Linked DNA regions of Mus musculus: all the other regions are linked to region 2. The links are chromatin contacts, called in public HiChIP or PLAC-seq maps. All regions are on one chromosome and are shown on one strand. The core of a region is the stretch at or near the end of the contact, and the rest is flanking DNA. Distances in the headings are between cores, read along the strand shown.

Region 1 (3,182 bases), core at 568-3,067, 1.7 Mb after region 2:
CGGTGTACCCGTGTAGGGTGAAACGGAACCAGATGCGGCAGCTACATCTGGGAAATGGGGGGTGGGGTGGGGGAGAAAAACGCCGTCGAAATGCTTTGCAAATGAGTTAATAGCTTCTACTAGGCCCAGAGAAAGAGAACTCCCTCCTGCACTCCCAAGGTGTCCAGCTGCCTCACTGGGTGGGTAACTGTTTATTACAAACCCCATCTATATATTTAAAAAGTCAGTAAATTCCTCTAAAAATATGAGTACTAGGTTGTCTTACCCCGCCGGAGACACTACAAGAGGAGGCACAGGAGGTGTGGAGAGGGGGTCTGGGCCAGAGAAGCAACAAGCGGGCAGAAGAGGGCTCCTCCGCACCGGACAAGTTCTCCTCATTTCCTCCACTTCCCAGAACGATCCAGACCCCGAGACCCCCCACCCCCCGCTTCTCCAGACCCCTTCAAGAGTCCTCTAGGTCTAAGATAAAATAGAACATTACCACCACCACCACCATCACCCCTCAAAAGGGGGGGGAATCTTTGCTCGCTCTCCGCTAAAGCCGATTCAGCCATTTGGTGACGACACCTCCTTCAAACCTATTCCAAGACAAGCTAGCCTTCCCCGCCACTTCCTTTCCTCTTCAACCCCCCAACCTGGACCCCAGACTTGCCCGGAGGTAGGAAAACACTTGAAAAGATCCCAGATGTAGGGTGTTGAGCTTAAAGCCACCGGCTGAAACGGGGTGAATCCGCAAGAGGACCAAAAGATAGATGATGTACACACACACACACACACACACACACCCTCCATCTCCCGGCCCATTCCCGCCCTCCTCCCCAGTAGGGAACACACAGCTTCCGCCGCCTTCTCCTGGGCCAAGAGGGTCGGGGTCTGGACTCGGAGCGCAGCAGCCTCCTCGCTAGCTCCGGAGCGCGAGTTGGCGGAAAAGTTAGGCAGCGGGCAGCAGCAGCGGGCCCAGCGCGCGGGGAGGGGGCGCGGGCAGCGACACTGGCCGAGGGAGGAGGGACAGGGGCGCCGGGGAGGGAGCGGAGTCGGGGGTGGGGTGGGGGATTGGAGGAGGGAGGCGCGGGCTGCGACTGGCGAAGCGCGGGGGCCGCTCGGGACGCCCAGCCAGCCGGCTCTGCGGGCGCCGGCGACTCTTACCTCACTTGGCGCTGCGGTCCCGCCTCTGGAGAGCTCGCCGTGGCGCGGCGGGTGTCTGTGTCTTGCGCTCCCGCCGCTCGTCTCCGGGCTCCGTTCAGATCCTGATGGGGTCTCGAGGGCTCCGCGGCCGAGGCACGACTCCCGGCGGCACTCCGAGCCGGGCGCCTCCAGCCCGGGCGGGAACAATGGAGCCGAAGCTGGTGCCCCGGAGGCGGGGCGGGGGGGAGGGCTCGGGTCCGCCGCCCGGGGTCCCCAGATCGTGCGCCCCCCGCTCTCCAGTACGCAGCGGCGGCGGTGGCGGCGTCTCAGGCTTCTGGCAGCCCGAGTTCCATCACCCCTCCTGGGGCTCCGGCGTGCATTGACTGCAGCACGGCTGTGGTGCGCCCCTGGGACCTGAGAAAAGTCCTCGGTCTCCGCTGCTTTTCCAGCTGCGGCGCGCGCTCGCGGCCGGGAAAGGCGAGGTCGCCGCAATGCGCTAAGCACAGTCTCAGTCCAGTCCGGACGTCTCGGCCCCGCTTCCCTGCGCAGCCCGGGTCCTCTGCACGCAGCGGCTGCACCAGGGTTCCGGCTCCCGTTCCGCGCCGCCCGCAGCGGAGAGCCCCGCCAAAGTACCCGCAGGAGCGCTCCGAGCGCTGTGCGCCGGCGAGGCGCGAGGGCTCGCTCTCTCACTCCCACCCGGCGCTAGTCCCACCTCCTCCTCCTCCCCTTGCAGTTGCCTGCTGGGCCTTGTAGTTCTCAAGCTGCAGCCCCGGAGAAGCCTGGAGCGAGCAGAACTGCTCTACAGTCTGGTCTAACTTGAGTTTTCGCCTGGAGGGCGCCCGAATTTCAGACTGTGTGTAGATCAGCGATTTGGGGACAGGAGTGGAGGGTGGGGAGGGGCGGGTGCCTGGCTATAATTTTGAGGTTGCACTGGGCAACTTGGTCTTTGGTTATCTCTGTGCCTTGGGGTATGATTTTCGTGCTCTAAATCTCGGTTTTCCCGTCTCTAAAAGGAATAAATAGGACCCTCACATAGCTTACAATATACGAACTGTTTTTATTGATGGATCGGTTGACTTTCCCCCTCAGACCCTTTCCTTGGATCTCAACTTTCCCCAGCCACATAATTTAGGTTTTGTGGTTCACGCTGGAATGGACCCTGCAAATTCTACAGTGCTGTTCATGGTAGCCTTAGAAATCACCAGCTTTCAGGAAGCAACCGAAGAGAGGAGGGGTTTTTGTTTTTTTTTTTTTTCGGATGGGGGGGGATGTTTGTTTACTTGCTTGCTTGTTTTGTTTTGTTTGCCTTAGGAATTAATCAGAGTCAAACCAGAGCCTCCACAGTATACTATGAACCTCAAAGAAAATCGCTGAAATGCCCTTCCCACCAGGTCCCTCCACAGAGATGTTAATCTGTGGCTCTTTAATCCAATGAGTCCAGTGGACGTGAATCATATTGAGATTGTTAAAAAATAAAAATTTTTGATCCTGCTTGGACATGAGAAATCCCGATGTTTTGATGAAGCATGCTAACAATTCTGAGACAGCCAGTGGGGCCTTCGCCTCGTTGCAGGAGCTCACTTTCCAGCAGTCTAAAATGATGATGTACATATGCAATCCTAGCCCTGGAGGGTCAGAGACTTAAGATCACCGTTGGCCACATAGGGACTGAGACGACAGCCTGTGCTTACAGACCCTGTCTCAAACAAATCAAACACAGGGGTTGGCGATGCAGCTTTGACAAAGGCAAAGACAGTGCTTTGATTCCAGCACACTCTAGACCTGACTAGGTGGTTGGTACCTGTTGGTTTGCTGCATAGCAGTGGGGTGGGGGCTCTGCAAATTTTCCTGGTGACTGTGATGTGATGTCTACTTGGGGACCACTGGAAGGGTGGAATATGTCACACTAGGTGTGAATTCCACCACTCAAAGACTTTGGGCATGTCACGAATCTGATAAGATCTAGTCCCTCTATGGGTCTCCCCCATGAGAAGCAGACTGAATGAATGTAAGTGTGCCAAAAGGGTCACACATGTGAAAGCCATCATGAGGGGGAC
Region 2 (3,503 bases), core at 973-3,472:
TGCAAAAGAATGAAAGGACTAGGGTATTAATTATACACTGCAACATCATCTATGGATAAAGACAGGAAATCAGGTGTCCACTTGTAGATGACTAGTTTTATGTCCATTCATACTAAAAATGGGTATCTTTTGTGTGTTCATCTAGAAGGGTCATAAGTTAAGGTCATATAGTTATGTTAAAACTTAAAAGCACAGGCTGAGATACAGTCATGTGGAAAACAAAGGCAAAAAGAGTATGCTTTTACATCCTGAGTTATCTCTCAATAAAATGTTATTGGAAAGATTAATAAGATCCGATAGCAGTTACTTGTTGAGGAATTGAACCTCGGGATGGAAGTCACTTTCTGTTATCTACATTTTCTATATTGTGATGGTTGAACAAGATGACTACATTGTTTGTTAAAAACTTACAATAAAATTACGAGAGAGAGAGAGAGAGAGAGAGAGAGAGAGAGAGAGAGAGAGAGAGAGAATAATCTCAAAGACCGAAACAGCAAAACAATAGGAGCGGCGAGGAAGGAGGCAGAGTACTTGGGCATGGCTCTGCTGCCTCCCAGGAATGGGGGAGGCACATTTGGGAACAGGGGTCTAGCACATTAATTCTCACAATATTTGGTTACAGGACTAATCATTTGCCACACACCGGTATGTTCTTACAACTGGGGACTCTTGCTCTTTTTCAAAACTATAAACATTTTTGCACATTTTCTTCAAGTAACAGGGCTTGGTCCTTGACTAAAGCAGAGATGGCCCTTGAGTATGTCTTGGGGGAGATATCTTTCCCCAACCTATTCTGATGTCCTGGGGGTAGGGGGGTGGGGTGGGGGGAAGAGCCAAATGGCATGTATTTGTTTTAGAGATTGCTTGCTGAGAATCTTATGACACCCCTTTGCGATAACTGGCAGCGCTCTGGGGTGTTGCAAAACCCTGACTTGGGTGCAATCACCCTGATGACCAGCAAGAAGCCACAGCCAAAGGCAGCCTTCACACCACCCTGGCATGGCTGGGACAGGAGCAGGGGCAGGGGCAGCAGAAGGGAGCTCTGACGGCTGCATCCATGGGACAGGGAAAACCTTTGCTTGAGAGCCCCTGACAGTCCTGCTCATGGGTGAGTGAGCTGCTGAGTCCCTGGGAGCCCAGCTGGCCCTTTTTCCTCAGGGATAATTTTAGGTTCTCTCTTCCCCTTCCAACCTTTCTGACTCCCAACCCCTGGTTCAGCCTCCCGTGGGGATTGCCTGGACCAGTGGCTATAGAGGACACTTTTAAAATATTGAGCTACTCAAAAGAACATGCCAGGGGGGTACCCTGGAGGCATTTTCCACTATATTTGTTTTTTTCTCTCTTTTGCCCCATTGTTTCGGGGTGGAAATGAGACAACTCATGGAGCAGTCTTGACAGGCGTCCCTAACCCTGGTATTACATGTGAAGGCCATCACTTCAGGCTTCTTTATTCGCATCCCAGGAATCATCAAACTCAGGTCCTTCTGCTTGCAAGGCAAGCACTTCACTCATTTAGCCATTTCCCTAACTCCCAGAGGCTTATTTCTAAGCCTTTCATGCCCACATCCAATTTGGAAAAATTTTGACTGGGAGATTGGATGACAGGGTCAGGTCCTATAAGTCTGGGTGAAGGGAGGGGGCTCAGAGGCGCTGATCTTACTGTATAAGAAACTTCAGAGGCATTAAAATACCAGGCTTATCCTTTTATGCACTCCAGATATGCAGTACGAGGGCCCCGGGAGATGGCACAGTAAGTAAGAGTGTTTGTTCTGCAAGCCAGGGGCACTGAGTTCAAATCCCCAGCACCGAAGTGAAGAGGTGGATGTGGCCGCACACACCCACGATGCCAGCCTTGGGAAGCAGAGGCAGGCGAATCTCAAAAGCCCAGACTCCACCGTCCTAGCCAACGCAAAAGCTTTCTGGCCCTGTGAGAGACCCTGTCTCAAGGTAATAAACTGGAAAATAGTAGAGGGAGACACCTGATGCACCCACACGTTCACATGCAGACACATGACTCCCTCGACTCTAGTTTCTTATGAAGAAATCTCCAGCAAGTGGATGAGAACTCTTTACCATGGGGAAGGTGACAAACATTAGCTTTGGATAACTGAGTGTGGCGATAGACCTGTGGTCCTCACCCTTCCTCAGGCTGCGACCCTTTAATACAGTGCCTCATGTTGCAGTGACCCCAATCATAACATTATTTTAGTTGCTACTCCATAATTGTAATTTTACTATTATTCTGACTCGTGATGTAAATATCTGATATGCAGGATATCTATCTGATATGTGAACACGGTGGGGACTGCAAGCCACGGGTTGAGAACCACTGTGCTAGACAGCCTCAAATGCATCCTTTCTCTCTCTGTCTCTCTCTGTCTCTGTCTCTCTCTCTCTCTTTCTGTGCTGGACCTCAAGCATGTTAAGTATGCACTCTACCACCGAGATACACCCCTCCCTCTCCAAAACTCCATCCTCTCATTTTAATGTGTCTATCACTTCAGAATTTGAAGGGACTTTTCTAGAAATTTTCTAGGAGAAAGGTGTGTGGACTGGGCAGTGCAGGAGGAAGATGGAAACCAGAAGCCCTCAGCATCCCAAGCTACACGATGCCATGTCAAACTAGAGTGACTCCTGAAACAAGCGGGTGTCTCCAGTAACTGAAAAGAAGAAGAACTGAAACAGCAGACAGGGACAGAGGGTGAGCGAAATTGAGGAAAGGGAAGGGGACGGATCTCATCAGCTGGGAGAGAAAAGGATGCCAGCCACCTCTGGTTGGTGGCTTCACAAAAAGAGTCTTAGAGTTGGGAATAGTGGCGCACAGATCTGTAATCCCAGCACTGGGGAGGTTGAGGCAGAAGGATCTGGAGGTCCAGACCAATCTGGGCAACATATAGAAAGACTATCTCAAACAATAAGATACCTTAGGGAGAGCATCCAAGCAGAAGAGGGGCTATCTTGGATGGTTTGGGTTGTTCGGTTTTGTTTTGGTTTGTTTCTGGATGGTTGCCTTCCTTGTTGGGTAAAGGATAGGGTGCGGGGGTTTCTCTTCTTTGCAGGGTTGCCTCAGGTTCTGCCAGGAAGGAGCTGCTGAGCTCCAGGAAACCGGTGCTGAGGGAGTGTCAAGACAGGACGCCCCTCTCCACCCTCCAATTCCCACCAGAGGCCTCTCTTGTGACTATTGGACGCTGTTCCTTTAAAAGCAGCCACTCCTCCCGGCAACTAGGGTGTACATGGGGGGTGAGATGGAGGGAAGCTGACAGACTTACCCCAGCAATTAGGGAAGATGGCCCAGGCTGGAAGAGTCGCTCCCAAGCCCTACTGTCCCCTTCCCTAAGCCAGCGGGTCTGGGGAGGAGGGGGAACCTTCCCACCCCAGGCGCCACACGAGATGGCTCCGTGGCCTCACAGAAACGGCTCTCTGGCTTTGTGGTCGGACGCCCCTACCCTGGACCCCAGTGCAGCCAACACCAGTGGGTTGCCAGGAGTACCATGGGCAGCGGC
Region 3 (3,150 bases), core at 444-2,943, 1.4 Mb after region 2:
TGCTTTATAAATAGCTGTATTCAGTTTTCAAATATGTTATTCAGGGGTTTCCAACTAGTCAAAACGCAGAGATTGGTTAACTGTGGGGTACCCAGTCCCAGTGGGTATATCTCCAACATCATACCTAAGGCTCAGAAAACATTGAGGGAGAGGGGAACAGAGAGACTGTAAAAGCCAGGGGACTGGGACCTGTGCCATGAAGTGATGGCTATCAGGAACGACCCATGACGTCACAACAATATGGCTGCCCAAATGAGATCTAACTATGGCAATCCTAATAGACATATTAACATGGAAGGGGGAAATCTCTAAAAAGTCATGCATTTGAGAGGGTAAGGTGGGGCATGGGGGGGGGAGGATCGGTCCCCATTCACACAACAGTTGTTATGATGTCTAGGGAGGCTTGGGAGGTGAACGTTTGCTGGTGGAGGTAAGTCACTGGGGGCAAGCTTACACGAAAAAAGTGAAGCCGCTTCCTTGAAGTTCTCCCTGTCTGCTTGGTGATTCTGATAGAGAATTCGAGCTCTCAGCCTTGTCTGATAGTCACCATTTCAGATCCTTGCTGCCTTATCTCCCCACCATCATGGATTCTTATCTCTTTGAACCCCCCTCAACCAAGATCCCCCCTCCCCTTGCTTAAGATATTTTTGGTCATGGCGGCACTTTCTCCTAACAACTGCAAAGTATCAATGATCTCTAATCCCTAAGTGTGTTTGTTTTAAAACAGCAAATTTATGGTCCGTGAGATGGCCCAGTGGGCAAAGGCGGCACTTGCTTGCCAAGCCTGAGCTAGATTCCTAGAACTCACATAGTGGAGGGAAAGAAAGCTCTTCTCACCATATTGTCCTCTCACCTGTCCAGTGCACTATGCCACATACATGCGCACACATCCGTAAAGCGCACACACACGCGGAGGATGGGGGTGAGGCGGCAGTTTCTATTTTGCTAGGGTTTAGAGCCCACCCATATGCTTGCACTCAGTCCAGGGGTTTAGCTACCAGCAGACATCCCTTTCTTACTCGTTTCTGCCCTTCTCGCTAAGGCCCAAACCTTGCTGAATTCTGTCCTCTGCTAGCACTCTCGCCTGGAGCTCTACTTCCCTCCGTGAACTAGCAATTCGTGTTCCTCGAGCGCACAGCACTTCTAGCCTCCTCTGGCCAGATGTTTCTTTTCCTAACGTCTTTTCCACCCACAACTACCTCGGGCTCTCTGGAATCAGACCTCTAGTCTCTCCAAAAGCCGCCTGGAAACGGGGCTTCTGGCGGCCAGCTACGCAGTTACAGACGCTCCCGGCAGGTGTGAGCCAGAGTGCTCCTTTGTTGTTGTTTGGAAGTTTCCTACGTTTTAGGGTTTTAGTATGATCGCCTGCTCCGCACAGTGTAAAGGGGAGTCTCTCACATCCTCATATGTGCCGTGATTTCCACTCTTAGCCACGACTATGAGCAGGCGTTTTGAATAATTCAAGTCCCAAGAGGAAAGCAAAGGACAGACCTCCTAAGTGGCTCCCTTCAAACCTGGGCAATCCGAGTTGCGCCCTGCCTTTTTCTTTCTTCCTTTCTTTTTTTTTTTTTTTCTGGCCTTAAAGCGGCGGACTCAAAGTGCGTCCTTCCCAAGTAAGTGGCGGGCCCCCCAACAAAAGGTCTTTCCCACTTTAAGAGCGCCGTGCGTGGCGGCAACTCGCCGCATAGATATATTCTCGCGAGAGCTTGGGAAGGAGCAGCGATGGCGGCGGCTGGAGCGGGTCCTGGTCCGGGAGTCAGCGCCGGCCCTGGTCCCGGAGCCGCTGCAAGTGCCACAACGGCGGAGGACCGAGAGACAGAGCCGGTGGCCGCGGGGGCTGGCGAGGGGCCGTCAGCCGCCCCGGGAGCGGAGCCCAGCTCCGGAGAGGCCGAAAGTGGGTAAGGCAATCCACTCGCAGCCCCGGGGACGCGCGAGGGCCCGCCCCTCGTGGAAGCCCGCGGCTCGCGCCGCCCGGTGTCGCCCTCCGGATCCAGGTCCCGCAGCCAACGGCTCGGCCCGCCCGCCCACCCGGTACCCTCCGCAACCCCGCTGGCTGCTTGCTTGTGGACTCCAAGCCGCTCCTCGGCTCCTCGGCTCCCATCAGCACCAGTGTGAGCCAAGAGCGTTTCCCCCTCTAGCGCCCCGGAAGACCTCGCTGATCCCTCTTGCAATGCTTGGTCCTGAAAGCACTGAGGACGGCAGCCTCCCGTCGTTAGCCCAGTGCACTAGGAATCCCTGGGCCGCGAACACATTTGTCTTGCTTGACAACCTCCCTCCTAATACTCAGGATTGTTCTCTCGTGGGCATCCCGTTCAGGACATGAAAAAGATATACCCTCCGTATTTGGACCATTGTGTTTTTCTGTTTAGGAAAGGCCATTTTGATGTTTGTCTTTTCATTATAGGGATGCAAACTTGGTTGATGTAAGTGGTCTGGAGACAGAATCTTCTAATGGAAAAGATACTTTGGTAAGTATTTCCTCTGAGGCCTTTGGAAGGCGAACTAGATTTGGTTTTAAAATGTTTAATCTATTTTTTTTTTTTTAAAAAGTAGTCAGGCCATTTGATTCTCTTATTGCCCTGTGGCTCCAGGAAGGTACCGGAGACACTTCAGAAGTGATGGATACCCAGGCGGGCTCTGTGGATGAGGAGAATGGGCGGCAGTTGGGAGAAGTGGAGTTGCAGTGTGGGATATGTACAAAATGGTTCACCGCTGACACCTTTGGAATAGACACGTCGTGAGTACATTTCATGGCCTTCTAGACAGCATGATCCTGGAGAGATGGCTTAGCATTTTAGATCACTAGTTACCCTTTCAGGGGTTTGGGCTTGATTCCCAGTATTCACATGGCAGCTCAAGGAACCCCAGTTCTGGGGTGGAAGGGGAAATTATGTAATCATATTTCTTTTTTTTTAATTAATTTATTTATTTTATGTATATGAGTACACTGTAGCTATACAAATGGTTGTGAGCCATCATGTGGTTTCTGGAAATTGAACTCAGGACCTCTGCCCGCTCTAGCCCTGCTTGCTCCAACTCTGCTCACAACAGCCCAAAGATTTATTATATGTGTACACTGTAGCTGTCTTCAGACACACCAGAAGAGGGTGTCAGATTTTTGTTAGGAGTGGTTGTGAGCCACCATGTGGT

The links. HiChIP or PLAC-seq counts read pairs in DNA pulled down with a chosen protein or histone mark.
Region 1: an H3K27ac HiChIP or PLAC-seq map of embryonic stem cells shows a contact between it and region 2, with 2.2 times the contacts expected there. The contact joins the promoter of Fgfr1 here to the promoter of Adrb3 in region 2.
Region 3: a contact with region 2 is called in an H3K27ac HiChIP or PLAC-seq map of embryonic stem cells, with 3 times the contacts expected there. The contact joins the promoter of Ash2l here to the promoter of Adrb3 in region 2. A contact is called at or near these places in 1 of 39 promoter capture datasets (pre-B cells) and 1 of 115 datasets of contacts at active chromatin or transcription factors (embryonic stem cells).

The regions. Positions count from the first base shown.
Region 1 is chr8:25,517,394-25,520,575 of GRCm38.p6, reverse strand. It overlaps Fgfr1 (fibroblast growth factor receptor 1), which reads right to left and starts at 1,817. Exons shown (of 18, transcript NM_010206.3): 1 at 1,147-1,817. It overlaps Gm31288 (a long non-coding RNA gene), which reads left to right. Exons shown (of 3, transcript XR_003947368.1): 3 at 1-888. RefSeq lists promoters at 1,678-1,892, 1,678-2,652.
Region 2 is chr8:27,228,307-27,231,809 of GRCm38.p6, reverse strand. Adrb3 (adrenergic receptor, beta 3) reads left to right here and starts at 2,222. Exons shown (of 4, transcript NM_013462.3): 1 at 2,222-2,701; 2 at 3,060-3,503. The coding sequence starts at 3,391. Gm45470 (a long non-coding RNA gene) reads right to left here and starts at 2,401. Exons shown (of 3, transcript XR_001778544.2): 1 at 1-2,401.
Region 3 is chr8:25,839,330-25,842,479 of GRCm38.p6, reverse strand. It overlaps Ash2l (ASH2 like histone lysine methyltransferase complex subunit), which reads left to right and starts at 1,693. Exons shown (of 16, transcript NM_011791.3): 1 at 1,693-1,898; 2 at 2,405-2,468; 3 at 2,592-2,737. The coding sequence starts at 1,723.